Regions from separate parts of the Sus scrofa genome. Here region 2 is linked to region 1. Evidence: chromatin contacts called from public HiChIP or PLAC-seq data. All regions are on one chromosome and are shown on one strand. The core of a region is the stretch at or near the end of the contact, and the rest is flanking DNA. Distances in the headings are between cores, read along the strand shown.

Evidence for each region. HiChIP or PLAC-seq counts read pairs in DNA pulled down with a chosen protein or histone mark.
Region 2: a contact with region 1 is called in an H3K27ac HiChIP or PLAC-seq map of alveolar macrophages. The contact joins two enhancer-like sites. A contact is called at or near these places in 18 of 47 Hi-C or Micro-C datasets (adipocytes, embryonic fibroblasts, epiblast stem cells and 11 more) and 2 of 2 datasets of contacts at active chromatin or transcription factors (alveolar macrophages and skeletal muscle).

What each region holds. Positions count from the first base shown.
Region 1 is chr15:87,637,380-87,643,577 of Sscrofa11.1, forward strand. The region is part of intron 14 of PDE1A (calcium/calmodulin-dependent 3',5'-cyclic nucleotide phosphodiesterase 1A); the gene reads right to left. Among named protein-coding and RNA genes, the nearest start is that of PPP1R1C, 180 kb to the left of the region's middle. Within about 2 kb of position 4,317, at least 1 of the 83 cell types and tissues checked has an H3K27ac peak or open chromatin away from gene starts, as enhancers often do. A contact at or near this core is called in alveolar macrophages, where this site is marked.
Region 2 is chr15:88,101,800-88,108,765 of Sscrofa11.1, forward strand. No RefSeq gene overlaps it. Among named protein-coding and RNA genes, the nearest start is that of DNAJC10, 93 kb to the right of the region's middle. Within about 2 kb of position 2,627, at least 4 of the 83 cell types and tissues checked have an H3K27ac peak or open chromatin away from gene starts, as enhancers often do. A contact at or near this core is called in alveolar macrophages, where this site is marked.

The DNA.
Region 1 (6,198 bases), core at 3,067-5,566:
CAGTGATTAAGGTTTTTAAAAATTTCCTGATGGTAGAAGAAAAAAAAATTAATAAGGAATTCAATGAATCTGAAAATAATAACCAAATCATGATCACCCCAGAGATGCCCAGGCATGCTTGAAGAACTATAGATGTCATTTTAGGCCAATTATCAGGCTTTTGTCTTATTGAATGGGCTAAATTTGAGGACAGAACTAAATTGTTCTGTGCAACTGAGGGGATTCTGGAGGCAGAGAAAAGAAAGAGAGGAGAAATCTTAGGTCAAAAGGAATATAGAACTTGAGGTTTTGGAGAGAGAACAGAGGTGAGAGATGAAAGTGATGATTTATATTTTGCTCTAAAGCATAATGTAAGACAACAAAGCTTCCAATGTACTTGGAGCTGGATTAATTATTGGGGGAAACTGACAAAGTCTTGAACCTAGCCTAGTGTGAGGAATATGAAGGACTCAGTCAATTCTGGGTAAAAATTCTGGTTCTATTTTCTGGAGGAAAGTAGCACCTGAAAGGGAGAACTTTCTAAAATAGCTATTCCCTACCTCATGCCCCACCTCTTTAGTCTTCTTCTGCCCCCATCAACTCTACTCCACACTGCAGCGTCCTGTCTAGCATTTTCTTCCCCATCATCACCTTTTTCACTCTTCAAATATCCACTGTCACACTCTGTACCCTAGAGTTTTCAGAGGCTACAAAACTCCTGTGAGCTCCTCCAGTTACTTATTGCAGTTTATTGCAAAGTAGAATTACAGCAAGGGACTAAGTTTTGGTGCCTGAAAATGCTGCAAGTACAGATGTGCAGACATTGAACAAGGGGAAAAGTTTTGGAGAATGTACTCTACCCTTACACTTTAGCCATTTATTTTAGCTCATTTAGCTAACAATCAAAAATATGGTACAACAGGGGGTTCCCATTGTGGCTCAGTGGAAATGAATCAACCATGAGGATACAGGTTCGATCCCTGGCCCCACTCAGTGGGTTAAAGATCTGGGGTTGCCACGAGCTGTGATGTAGGTCACAGATGTGGCTCAGATCCCACTTTCCTGTGGCTATGGTGTAGGCCAGTGGCTACAGCTCCAATTCAATCCCTAGCCCAGGAACTTCTATATGCCAAGGAAAAAAAAATACATGGTACATGGTACAACATAACAGTGGCTAATACCATTTCATTCACTGTTAAAATAAAACTTCCCTAGAATAGAGTCAACCCTCCTCTACCCAACACTGACAGAACTTTCCTGGCTCTGAGCAAGAACCATCAATATCTAAAGCTGAACATCCTACATTCTATGAATTCTCTTTAAAAAATCTACAGGCATTTGTTTTATATATAGTGGGTCTCCGTAAATATTTTCAGAATAACTTCATTAGTAGTTCTCAATATTTTGGCAGGCTCCATAGTTTTAGGCATGTGTAACACATTTTGGTTGTAGTATCTCATGATATTCAATAGTTCTCATTGGGTAGAGTACATCTCCAAAAGGGAACGTCAGAATTTCTCTAAGGCATGTGTAACTGGAAACAGATACTGAATCTCCTTCACTCCCTTTCCTATCCCAATACTGACTTTGGCACATCCTTTTTGAATATATTTTTATCTTCCCATTTTGAGACTTGCAAGGCAGAATGTAAGTACTCCAACTGCAGTACAAATAAACAGCTTACAAAACTAAATGATAGGATTCTTGGAGGGGGCATTTTAATGGGGTTTTGGAAGATAGGTAGGATTTTAATAAGTAGAGGAGGGGGCCCAAGAAGGAGGAGGAAAGAACAAGGATAAAGGTAGAAAGAATGTCCACTGACTTTTCAGGAAGAGAAGACAAATGTTCTATGGTAGAGACACATGACCCAAGACATAGATATTTTAATGGCAGCTTTATCTAGGTACAAACTGATGTCTCCTGAGTACAGCTTTGTCAAGATGGAGCTGGCTCAGATCCTAATCTGTACTTGGCTTGTCTTGGCAAGGAGCTAGTGAAGTTTTCTGCTCTCCCCTCCAAGCCCTCTGCATTCGTTGAAATGCCCAAAAGTGTTCCTGAAAATAAACCATGTTGAACTTTTAAAAAATAAAGTAGTCCCAATGATGCTGATATGTTGCCAGGGTTGAAAACTACTGAGTTATGCCTTATGATAAATGAGTGAATGAATGAGTAACACACAAGTACACACTCACTGAATGAACTGTTATCTAAGTCCTCTAAGGTTAAGTGATTTTGGTGAATACTACCTCTTAAAACTTTATAATTCTGATCTTCCAAATGTTCCATTCTACCAAATGCATACTCCTGCTTTACTGCACTGATAATATAATGTAGAATGTTAGCTGAAGAGATTAAATTAGGAATAGGAACAATAAAATAAATGTATAATATAATACATAATTTAATTTACTAATACTTTCAAATATGATTTAAAAATTATGAGCAAGATCTCATTTAAACTCTCAATTACATTTTAAACCATAATTAGAGAGAAAATGAGAGTCAGTTCTAGTCTTTAATCTCTGAAAGACTTTTCTTCCCTCTGTTTACATGTCCCTTATGAAATCTAAAAAGTATTCATATATTTTCTCCAAAAGATGCTCAAGATTCATAGTCCTGGGAGTTTAGGAGTTATCATGTAAAATGCATTATGTTTTATAAAAAGGTAATGGAAAAGAGTAACTGAAATATTTTATGAATATTTACAAACATAACCTTTAAAGTAATTCAATACAAAGTAACATGGACATATTTTTGTTTTTTTAAAAAAATCTATTTTTATTTTCTCTAAGCAATAGATGTAAGAATGAGTTGCACTATTAGGGACTAATAGGGATTGCTGGCAAATACGGAAAAAAAAGATCTGGAGTTCCCATTGTGGCTTAGCAGGTTAAGAATCTGACTAGTATCCATGAGGATGTGGGTTTGATCTCTGACCTTGCCCAGTGGGTTAAGGATCCAGCATTACCACAAGCTTCAATGATAAGGTGTAGATACGGCTTGGATCTGGCATCGCTGTGGCTGTGGCATAGGCCGGTAGCTGCAGCTATGATTCGACCCCTAGCCAGGGAACTTCCATATACCGCAGGTGCGACCCTAAAAAGAAAAAAGAAAAAATCTAACAAAGTTCTATGAGATGAGTGCAGAGTGATTGACATAGGTTTTTGTGAAAGCACTACTGTATAATTGGTTTGGGTGTGATGTTTAGGCTCACAACTCTATTTATTCTTGTGAATACTTCAGCATCTATCAGCACTGAAGATAAAGATTTACTGAGGAAGGCTCTGTAAGTGCCCTAAATTTGAGAAATACAGCCTGAAGCCCACGCAGCCTTGTTTCCATATGACACCAAGGACACGATCTAGGTTTTCCCTTGAGAAGCAAAGGAGGAAGATAAAAGTGGCATTCCGATGGGATTACTTCCCATTTTTCCAGGGGCAGCTTATTCACACCCTGTGAAACCAAAAGGAAGAATCAGCCTGATTTAAATTGTGGAACTTCCAAAATGGACAGGAGTATCTGTGGGAGTCAGAGGGGAGAGTGTGAAACAACAGTTTCTTGCATTTGTCCCTAAAGTTCCCTAAGTTAGACATTGGGTGGAAATGAGAACAAATCGGCTATTTACACTATGTTATAGCGCTCCTTTTTTTTTTAACTGGTTTTTATGATCCTGTAAATATTTTCTAGGAAAAATAATTTAACTGAATTCAAGTTCCTAAACATGTCTTAAGATTGCCTTAGACCTTGGTACAAAACAGAGAATGAGGTCTCATTTTTTTTGTTTGTTTGTTTTTAAAACAGATTCACCTATGTTCAAAAGTGTCAGTTTCCCTCTGAAACATTTTTTAAAACTATTAACCACACTGGAAAATCTCAAGGAATTTAAAATTATTTCAGTTTGTATCACATAATTCAGTTAGTTTTAAATCATTCAAATTAAAAGAAAGATGAACCTCTGATCTTTTTTTCCTGTAAAGTAGTGAAAACACTTGACAAATGTTAACTGAGTAATATTGCCTTAATTCAACAATCATACTTTATTTTTAATTTCCCTCCCTACAAAAGGGAAATTCCTACAAAAACTTCCTTCCTAGAAAAGCTGTTTATCTTGTTGACGAGCTGATGCTGCATACTATTAACTAATCTGGTTTTGTTGCCACTTACTGGCCACAGTGGTCCGTGCCCATGTGGACAAATTGACGTAAGTACTGCTGCTGAAGTACTCAGAAACAAAACACACACTCTCAGTTTTCAGGTTCAAAAGTCATGTCCATATATGGGGCAAAATTTCTTGGAAAATACTTAGTCAAGCACTGTACTTCCTCATTCACACCTCCAGAAAACATCTAGGTTTCTCATTTCCTGGTCACAGACTGAGGTTTTCGCCCCAAGTAGCAAGAAGGATAAGTGTAGCCTTCAGATTGGAGTTGGGAAAGGTCTGACTCATTATTTCAGTGCAATTGTTTTCATTTCTATGAAACCAAAAGGAAGATGAGGGAGAGAAAAGAACTAGAAGATGACACTTCTTCCCAAACTGGTATCAAAGTAATTCTAATCAAAATCCTATGTTTCCCCTTCTTTTCAGTGGAACATATGAGCTACTAAGCCAAAAGCAGGTCTCAAAAGCCTTTTTTTTTTTTTTAATCTTTTTAAGGGCCATACCCATGACATATGGAAGTTCTCAGGCCAGGGGTCGAATCAGAGCTGTAGCCGCTGCCCTACACCACAGCCACAGCAACTCAGGATCTGAGCTGCATTTGCAACCTGCACACCACAGCTTGTGGCACCACCAGATCCCTAACCCACTGAACGAGGCCAGGGATCGAACCTGGGTCCTCATGGATACTAGTCAGACTCATGATGGTCTGCTGAGCCACGATGGAAACTCCTCAGAAGGCTTTAATGAATGAGATTATATGGACATATTCTATGACTCTATAGCAATTATGTAGGAAATAAGTCACAAAAAAGAAATTGAAAAACACTAGTATGTTTTAACAATTTAATACATATTCTAATACCTCAAGCTTGCCTTAAGCTAGCTCTAGGTTTCCTTCTGGTTCTAAACAGCTGTGATTTGTGCCCAATGCAGTTCTGGTAGCGTCTCAGTTTCCACGTTGCCTCCTTTTCTCACTTCTTAATCTTCTTTGAGCCTAGTATTTTGGGGTTTGAATCAATATCAAACAAATCAGAAAATTACCCAGTATAGTAAGAAACATAGTGCATTCCAGACCGACCACCCAGATTTAATTCTGGGACATAACTAGTTTTTCTCAAGCACACATTCTCTTTGAGAAGATGGGAAAGAAAGCAGATCTGGGATTGATTTATGGTTTTTGTTCCAATCTAGGTGGATTTACTCAATATTATATGTGTCTTTCATTCCTGTTGATGTTCACAGTGAAAGTTTATTTATCTTAACAGATTATGCTGTTTCATAATACAAATACATTAGAGCTTATAAATCCATTTTACTGTTATCACATTTTTTTGCACTTGTTAACAATGCTGTAGTGCATGTTTTGTTTATGTCTTGAGATGCAGATGAATAAAGTCTCTCTAAGGTAAAAATATAGAAGTGAGATTGCTGGGGAATGCACGTGCATCCTCAGCTTTTCTAGAGAACGCCAAAGTGTTCTGAAAAATGATTATAGAAATTTAAACATACACAATTAATGTGTAGGAAAACAAAAACTCTGGCATTGATGGTTCTCTGGATTTCATAGCCCATACCTAATCTGTTAACAAATCCTATCAGTTCTATTTTCAGGATATATCCAGAATCCAATCTATTTTTGCTATCCTTTTCTACTCATGGATACTAGTTCATGTATCCACAATTTAGACACTTCTCCCTCTACCACAACCACCTGAACTAAGTCCCCATCTTTGTTTCTGAGTTATAAACAACAGTCTCTTTCTGGCCTCCTTGTTTCCATTTTTTGTCTCTGAAACATAGTATTTTCCATTCCGTAGCCAGAGTAAACCTTTTAAAGTATCAGTTCAGATCATTTTATTTTCTCCTTTAGAACCATACATTGTGTTTCCTAACTCTTTGGGATCCAAACCAGTGATGTGGCATCATATACCCATCTGTCATTGCCTACACTACTCCCACTTGCCCAATTTCCCTGTTTCACTTGCCTCCTCTTATATCTTGCACGTCAGGCAAACTCCATCTTCCAGATATTTTGCTGGTCACTACCTCTGTCTGAAAAC
Region 2 (6,966 bases), core at 1,377-3,876, 460 kb after region 1:
TTTGTGCCATATATTAGAGTCCAGATATGAGTGATATCATATGGTATTTGTCTTTCTCTTTCTGACTTATTTCACTCAGTATGAGAGTCTCTAGTTCCATCCATGTTGCTGTATATGGCATTATGTTGTTCTTTCTTACGGCTGAGTAGTATTCCATTGTGTATATATACCACGTCTTCCTAATCCAATCATCTGTCAATGGACATTTGGGTTGTTTCCATGTCTTGGCTATTGTGAATAGAGCTTCAATGAACATGCGGGTGCATGTGTCTTTTTTTTTTAAATTGAAGTATAGTTGATTTACAATGTTGTGTTAGTTTCAGGTGTTCAGCAAAGTGATTCAGTTATATATGTATTCTTTTTCATTATAGTTTATTATAAGCTATTAAATATGGTTTCCTGTGCTATACAGTAGGGCCTTGTAACTGCTAATTCCAGACTCCTAATTTATCCCTCCTTTTGCTTTCCTCCTTTGGTAACCGTAAATTTGTTCTCAAAGTCTGTGGGTCTATTTCTGTTTTATAAATAAGTTCATTTATATCATTTTTTTTTAGATTCTACATATAAATGATATCATATAATATTTGTATTTCTCTGGCTTTCTTGACTTAGTATGAAAATCTCTAGGTCCATTTGTGCTGTTGCAAATGGCATTATTTCATTCTTTTTATAGCTGAATTGTATCCCACTGTATATATATGTACCATATCTTCTTTATTCATTCTTCTGTTGATGGATATTTAGATTGCTTCCATGTCTTGGCTATTGAAATTGTGCTACTTTGAACATTGGAATGCATGTAACTTTTCAAATTGGAGTTTTTAATCTTTTCCTGATATATGCCCAGGAATAGGATTTCTAGATCTAATGGTAGTCCTGTTTTTAGTTTTTTAAGGAAACTCCATACTGTTTTCAATTGTGGATGCATCAATTTACATTCCCATCAACAGTGTAGAAGGGTTCCGTTTTTCACACCATCTCCAGCATTTATTATTTGTAGACTCTTTGATAATGGCCATTCTGACTGGTGTGAGGTGATAGATACTTCATTGTAGTTTTGATTTTCATTTCTCTAATAATTAGTGATGTTAAGCATGTTTTCATGTGACTGTTGGCCATCTGTATATCTTCTTCAGAGAAGTGTCTGTTTAGATCCACTGCCTATTTTTTGATTGAGTTGTTTGGCTTTGGGAATTTTTTAAAATTGAGCTCTATAAGTCATTTGTATATTTTGGAAATTTAGCCCTGTAGGCTGCATCATTTGCAAATATTTTCTCCCATTTTTTAGGTTATCTTTTTGTCTTTTTATGGTTTCTTTTGCTGTGCAAAAGCTTGTAAGTTTGATTAGGTCTTCTTTGTTTATTTTTGCTTTTATTTCTTTTCCCTAGGGAGACTGATTTAATAAAACATTGGTATGGTTTATGGCAGAGAATGTTTTGTCTGTGCTCTCTTTTAGGAGTTTTATGATATCCTAAATTATATCAAGATCTTTAAGCCACTTTGACTTAATTTTTTGTGTGTGGTGTGAGGGAATGTTCTAACTTCATTGATTTACATGTGGCTTTCCAGCTTTCCAACACCATTTGATGAAGAGATTGACTTTCCTCCATTGTGTATTCTTACCTGCTTTGTCAAAGATTAGATGACAGTAGGTGTATGGGTTTATTTCTGGTCTCTATTCTATTCCATTGGCCCATATGTCTGTTTTTTTGTGTGTGTGCCATACCACATTGTTTTAATTACCATAACTTTGTAATATCGTCTGAAGCCCGGAGCATTATGCCTCCAGCTTTGTTCTTTTTCCACAGAATTTTTTTGAAAATTCTAGGTCTTTTGTGTTTCCATATAAATTTTAGGATTATTTGTCCTAGTTCTTTGAAAAATGTCACAGGTAATTTGATAGGGATAACATAAAAATTCTAGATTGCATTTTAATGATATCAATTCTTCCAATCCAGGACCATGGGATATCTTTCCATTTTTTAAAATCATCTTCAATTTCCTTTATCAGTGTTTCATAATTCTCAGCATGTAAGTCTTTCTGCATATATAATTCTTTATGTAATGAATTTGTACCACTGACTGACAATGGGCTATGTAATGCTCAAACAGGATATGGTTCAGAGAAAAAGTAGGTTCCACACTCACTGACTATTAAGCAATCTATGCAGACTCATTGAGCTCGTTTCCTCTTTTGTACAAAGCATGACAGTAACAGTAATATTTATTGCAATGTGATGTTGTGAGGATTTAACATCATAGTGCATGTAAAGCACTTGGCATATGCACTGAAGTACTCAATTTAAAAAATTAATTGTGTTAAGCATTTATAGGATTTGGAATCAAACACAAGGCCTTTCTACACAGTAAAAGACTCTAGCAACTCTCTATACTCTTAGTTAATAATTATAACTCTTACAAGTGCATGTTGTTATAGTTTACAAACTATAGAATGATTAACTGAACTAAAAGATTGAGGCTCTACCTCCAGTTTTGCTGAAATTACTATGCCTGTGTTGAGGCATGACAATTTATCTGAGACTTACTTTCACGTCTGAATGGAAAGGATACAGCCTGCTTCAGTGTATCATGGTGATGATTAACTGTGACAAGGGAGTTAATCATAAATGGCAGAATGACTAGCACATGATTTCTTCTTTCTCAATCCTATTTAAGACATAAGCAAGGCCATTGAAACCCATCAAAATGTTTGAAAATAAGTGGATTCTAAAACAAGAAAAATTTTATGAACACATATTTGAAAGATTAATAATAGTATTAAATTGTTTCAATCTTCAAAATTATAGGAATTTGAAATAGCATAACTCACTCATTTCCTGCATCCTCAGGCACACCTACATCTTGCACGTTTTTGTAGCTGCTTTCTGTTATTTTAATGTAAATATTCCTTTTTGTCTGATGAAATATTTTTTCTTTGGGGTGTTCTTTCCAATAAAATCATTGCTTATCATAAAATCACTATCAATTTATTTTTTTTCACATTTTCTTTTCACATTCCTTGTACAAAGCCACACAAGCATGGTTGGAATTTGTTATTCAAAACACATCAATAATATTGGAGGCCAGGCTACACTTCTCTTTTTTCTGTCAAATTGAAGTCAACTGTTGTAATATTTTGAATATTAATGGAAAGTCTGTCAGATATTCAAATCATAGTAAAACAGTGTTATGCCAGGAAAAAATTGGCAAAGGCCTTGGATATCTAAAGTAAATAAAACATGATTTTTTTTCATTACCTTATTTAAGAATTCATTTCTCAATGGAAAAAAAATATGTGTATTACTGAACAAAATACGCTGAATCCAAAAACAAGGTATTCGTCTTGTCATCCAGAAGTAAAGAATTTGCCTAAAATAAATTTTCTGGTTTTCTGAATAGCTGAATTAGTGATTCATTATTTTTATATTTGGGTAATAAAACTTTATTTTTCAGTTGAAAATAACTTCTAGTAGGCTACTTGAGGATATAAAAGATACATAAATGAAAACTTACAGTGTCAAAGGGGAAAAATAGGAAATTTAGCCACACAAATAAGCATTACATGCTTTGTCATTTTGTGGGAGGGTGATCTCTTTATATGTACTTTGTTTTTATAATGTGTCAGTAGCCTCCCAGAATTTAACTTAAGCATCATTGAGATAGACTGGCAGCTTCTGCAGGGATGGATGGGGTCATTTAGGGAAAGACATCCCCTCTTTGGGAAGAGAGGAAAAGATTTAAGTCTAGTATTGGACTTAAATTCTCTTTAATGTGTGGCCTTTAGAAATACTATGGCATAAATCATATTGTACAATTTTGGAATCATGTGTTCCAATTCAGTTCAGGACAAAGAGCATCTATAGATCAAATGTCTTACCAGACCCAAATTACACAGTGAGCTGATAAACTATCCCAAATGAAATTATATCATTGACAGTAGAAGCTAGGCAGAGGAGGAGATTAAAAGAAAAGAAATTTATCTACCGAGAAAAAATTCACAGAAGAGGAAATGAGCATGAACAGATTAATTTCATGCCCTTCTTAAACACTCTGCTCTAGGAAGCTGATTTTCAAATTTGCTTGAAGATAGCTGTCTACAATTCTTATTTAAAAATTTTCAGATCTCACACCAAAACTGCTAACCTAGAGTGTTCCTGGGGAAGAAATCTGGTAACCTGACAACATGTGCATAAAACAAGGCCCCCATGATTCTTCTCAGCTAAGTTTGGAATACACTGAAAGAAAATGTTGAGTTATTAGCTGAGAAGATGTCTCTGTGTGCTTACAGTGATATTATGAGCCTTGGGGATAATAAACCAAATTCCCAGTAAGTTTATAATCCAGTTTTTGGAGTCAGAATAGGAGCTCTGATTCAGACGAGCAAAACAAAAATATCAAGTCCTCACAATGTGGGGTGAGAGCTTAAGCAGACTCTTGTTATTAAGTAATAACAATAAGTTTGGGGAAATTAAAGCCAGTTGCAGTTACATTAAACAAACAACAACAAAATGAAGACATGCAATATGAATACATGGACGGAAATCTTGACTTTCGTAGTCACATTTTTATTATTTATGCAAAAAATACCTGATGATATCCAATTTATAGATGCTTATTATTAGACCTGATACAGGTTTTTTGAAAGTGCTACACCAATGTAATGGATTATTGTGACCAGGTAGAGTATGAGGGCAAATGTTGGTGTCAGGAGAATGCCAAAATTTGTCCATAAATGTGGATGGGAAAGGACCACAATGGGAATGTGGATTGGAAGGACTGTACAATGCATTTAAATGGCAGCAGATAACATAGCCCCCTCTGGTGGCCTGTAGTTCATCTGCAACTACCCTTTCCAGGGACTGAATAGAAAGAATGAAAAAAGATGCAGTTACTTGAAGAGGAATTGGGTAGCTAGAAGTTATTAACAAGATAAAATTCAGACATATGGAAAAAAATTCATTGCCCACTTCCTGGAAATGGAATGTGAGATGGGAACTTTGTGCAACACAAGTCATTATTTTAAGCAAAGTCAGAATAGGGAAAGAAAAACTAAGCTAGTCCTAAAACTTCAGTTGTCCTTGGTCAGATCTGGCAAAGCTGAGGGTACAAATAAAAATAAAATCTCAGTTTAAAGAGTGAATAGATTCAAGAAACTATAGGTTTATACACAAGAGCTGAAAAGGTAAACTAAGGAGGAAACACTTACTCAACCACAAAGTGGTGTTTAACAGAGACATCTGCTACCAGCAAAAGATCCTGGATGTATCCAGAGGTTTTAAACACACATGGCTTTTTAAGTGTCAGTCAGGTGAGGTACAACAATGGGAGAATGTGTGCATTATTAGAATTGAGAATTCAATGGCTTAAATGCAATCAAATTCAGATTTTGTTATAACCTACTGAGAAACAAAAATAGTTTCTGGGCTAAATTAAACACTGAGTGACCAGTTTCTTAACCATCACATAGCCCATGAACAGCCTAGGGGTGCAGATATGGATAATGTGATTTCTTCATTAATATTGAAAGTTTTTTTAATCTTGAGATTCCGATTTAAAGAACATTCACTTAACACCTATGAAAATCCAGGCAATAGATGAGTCCCTCCCATTTACATTTAATGTGCATGTAATTAGAGAAAAATCATAGTAATGTGGTGATTCCACTATCAGAAAAAAATCCCAAAACTCTGACTAAAGGGTTTTAGTAATTATAGTAACAATAGTATGTTATTACTATAACAATAACAATCAAGTAAAGAAATTAAGTTAAAGGTAATTAAACAATGCAGAGAAAACAATTAGACCTACACATATTGGAACATTTAACCTTTTAAATGTGGTTATAGTCTTCTGAGAACTTAATTACATTCTAGGCATTAAAGAGCATACTATCCCAAATGAAAGCATATAACACAAAGCACAAAAGTCCCAATAACACATACTAATTTTAAGATCTTGCATAAAAATTCTGACCTTGGAAGTATTCAGGTCAAATTTTAAATATTTGAATTCATTGCTGCATTTAAAAGGAACTTCACCACCTCTAGAAAAACAATAGTAGAGTGCCCTCTAGAGTCTTATGTGTATTTTAATGCCAAATCAAGGGGGAGCTTTGGTTTTGACCATTTCTGACTATGCTCATTAAAATTAACAAATGTGGCAAAATTGTTTATTGCTGCTACAAAAAAAGGGTGTATATACAAAATTTAGTATATTATTTTATCCCAAGAGAAATCTTTGAATATTACTTATCTATACAGAACCAAAAACACCTAAAATTTTTATCTAATGCATTGCATTTTTATTTTATTTTCTTGCTATGGCCTACACATACCAATATATTTGAAGCAAATCTAATACCAGTAGGCTATTTTCATCTTTTATATGTGCATTTTGTTTGTATTATGCATTCATTTCAGTCTGAAATTCCCAAAATAATGTATGTTAATATAACTTTTGAAGCCTCTACCTTAAACTGACACAATTCATGAGGGTAACTAATAAACACTTTTACAAATAAATGAATCTATCTACAATGATTAAAATAGAAGCATAACTAGAAATGTCTTTGCCCTGTTTAAGACGTATGGATCACAGCGTTCCCATTGTGGCCTAGCAGAAACCAACCTGACTAGTATCCATGAGGATGCAGATTTGGTCCCTGGCCTTGCTCAGTGGGTTAAGAATCCAGCTTTGCTGTGAGCTGTGATGTAGGTCACAGACTTGGCTCGGAACCCTCGTAGCTGTGGCTGTGGTGTAGGCCAGCAACTGCAGCTCCAATTCCACCCCTAGCCTGGGAATTTATGTATGTCACAGGTGTGGCCCTAAAAAGAAAAAGAAAAAGACATATAGATAAGGATGAGGGTATAACAATAGACATAATAGCAGGGTTTTTTTAATTTTTAAATGTTTTTATTAAACTATAGTTGATTTACAATGTTGCACCAAATTCTGCTGTACAGTAAA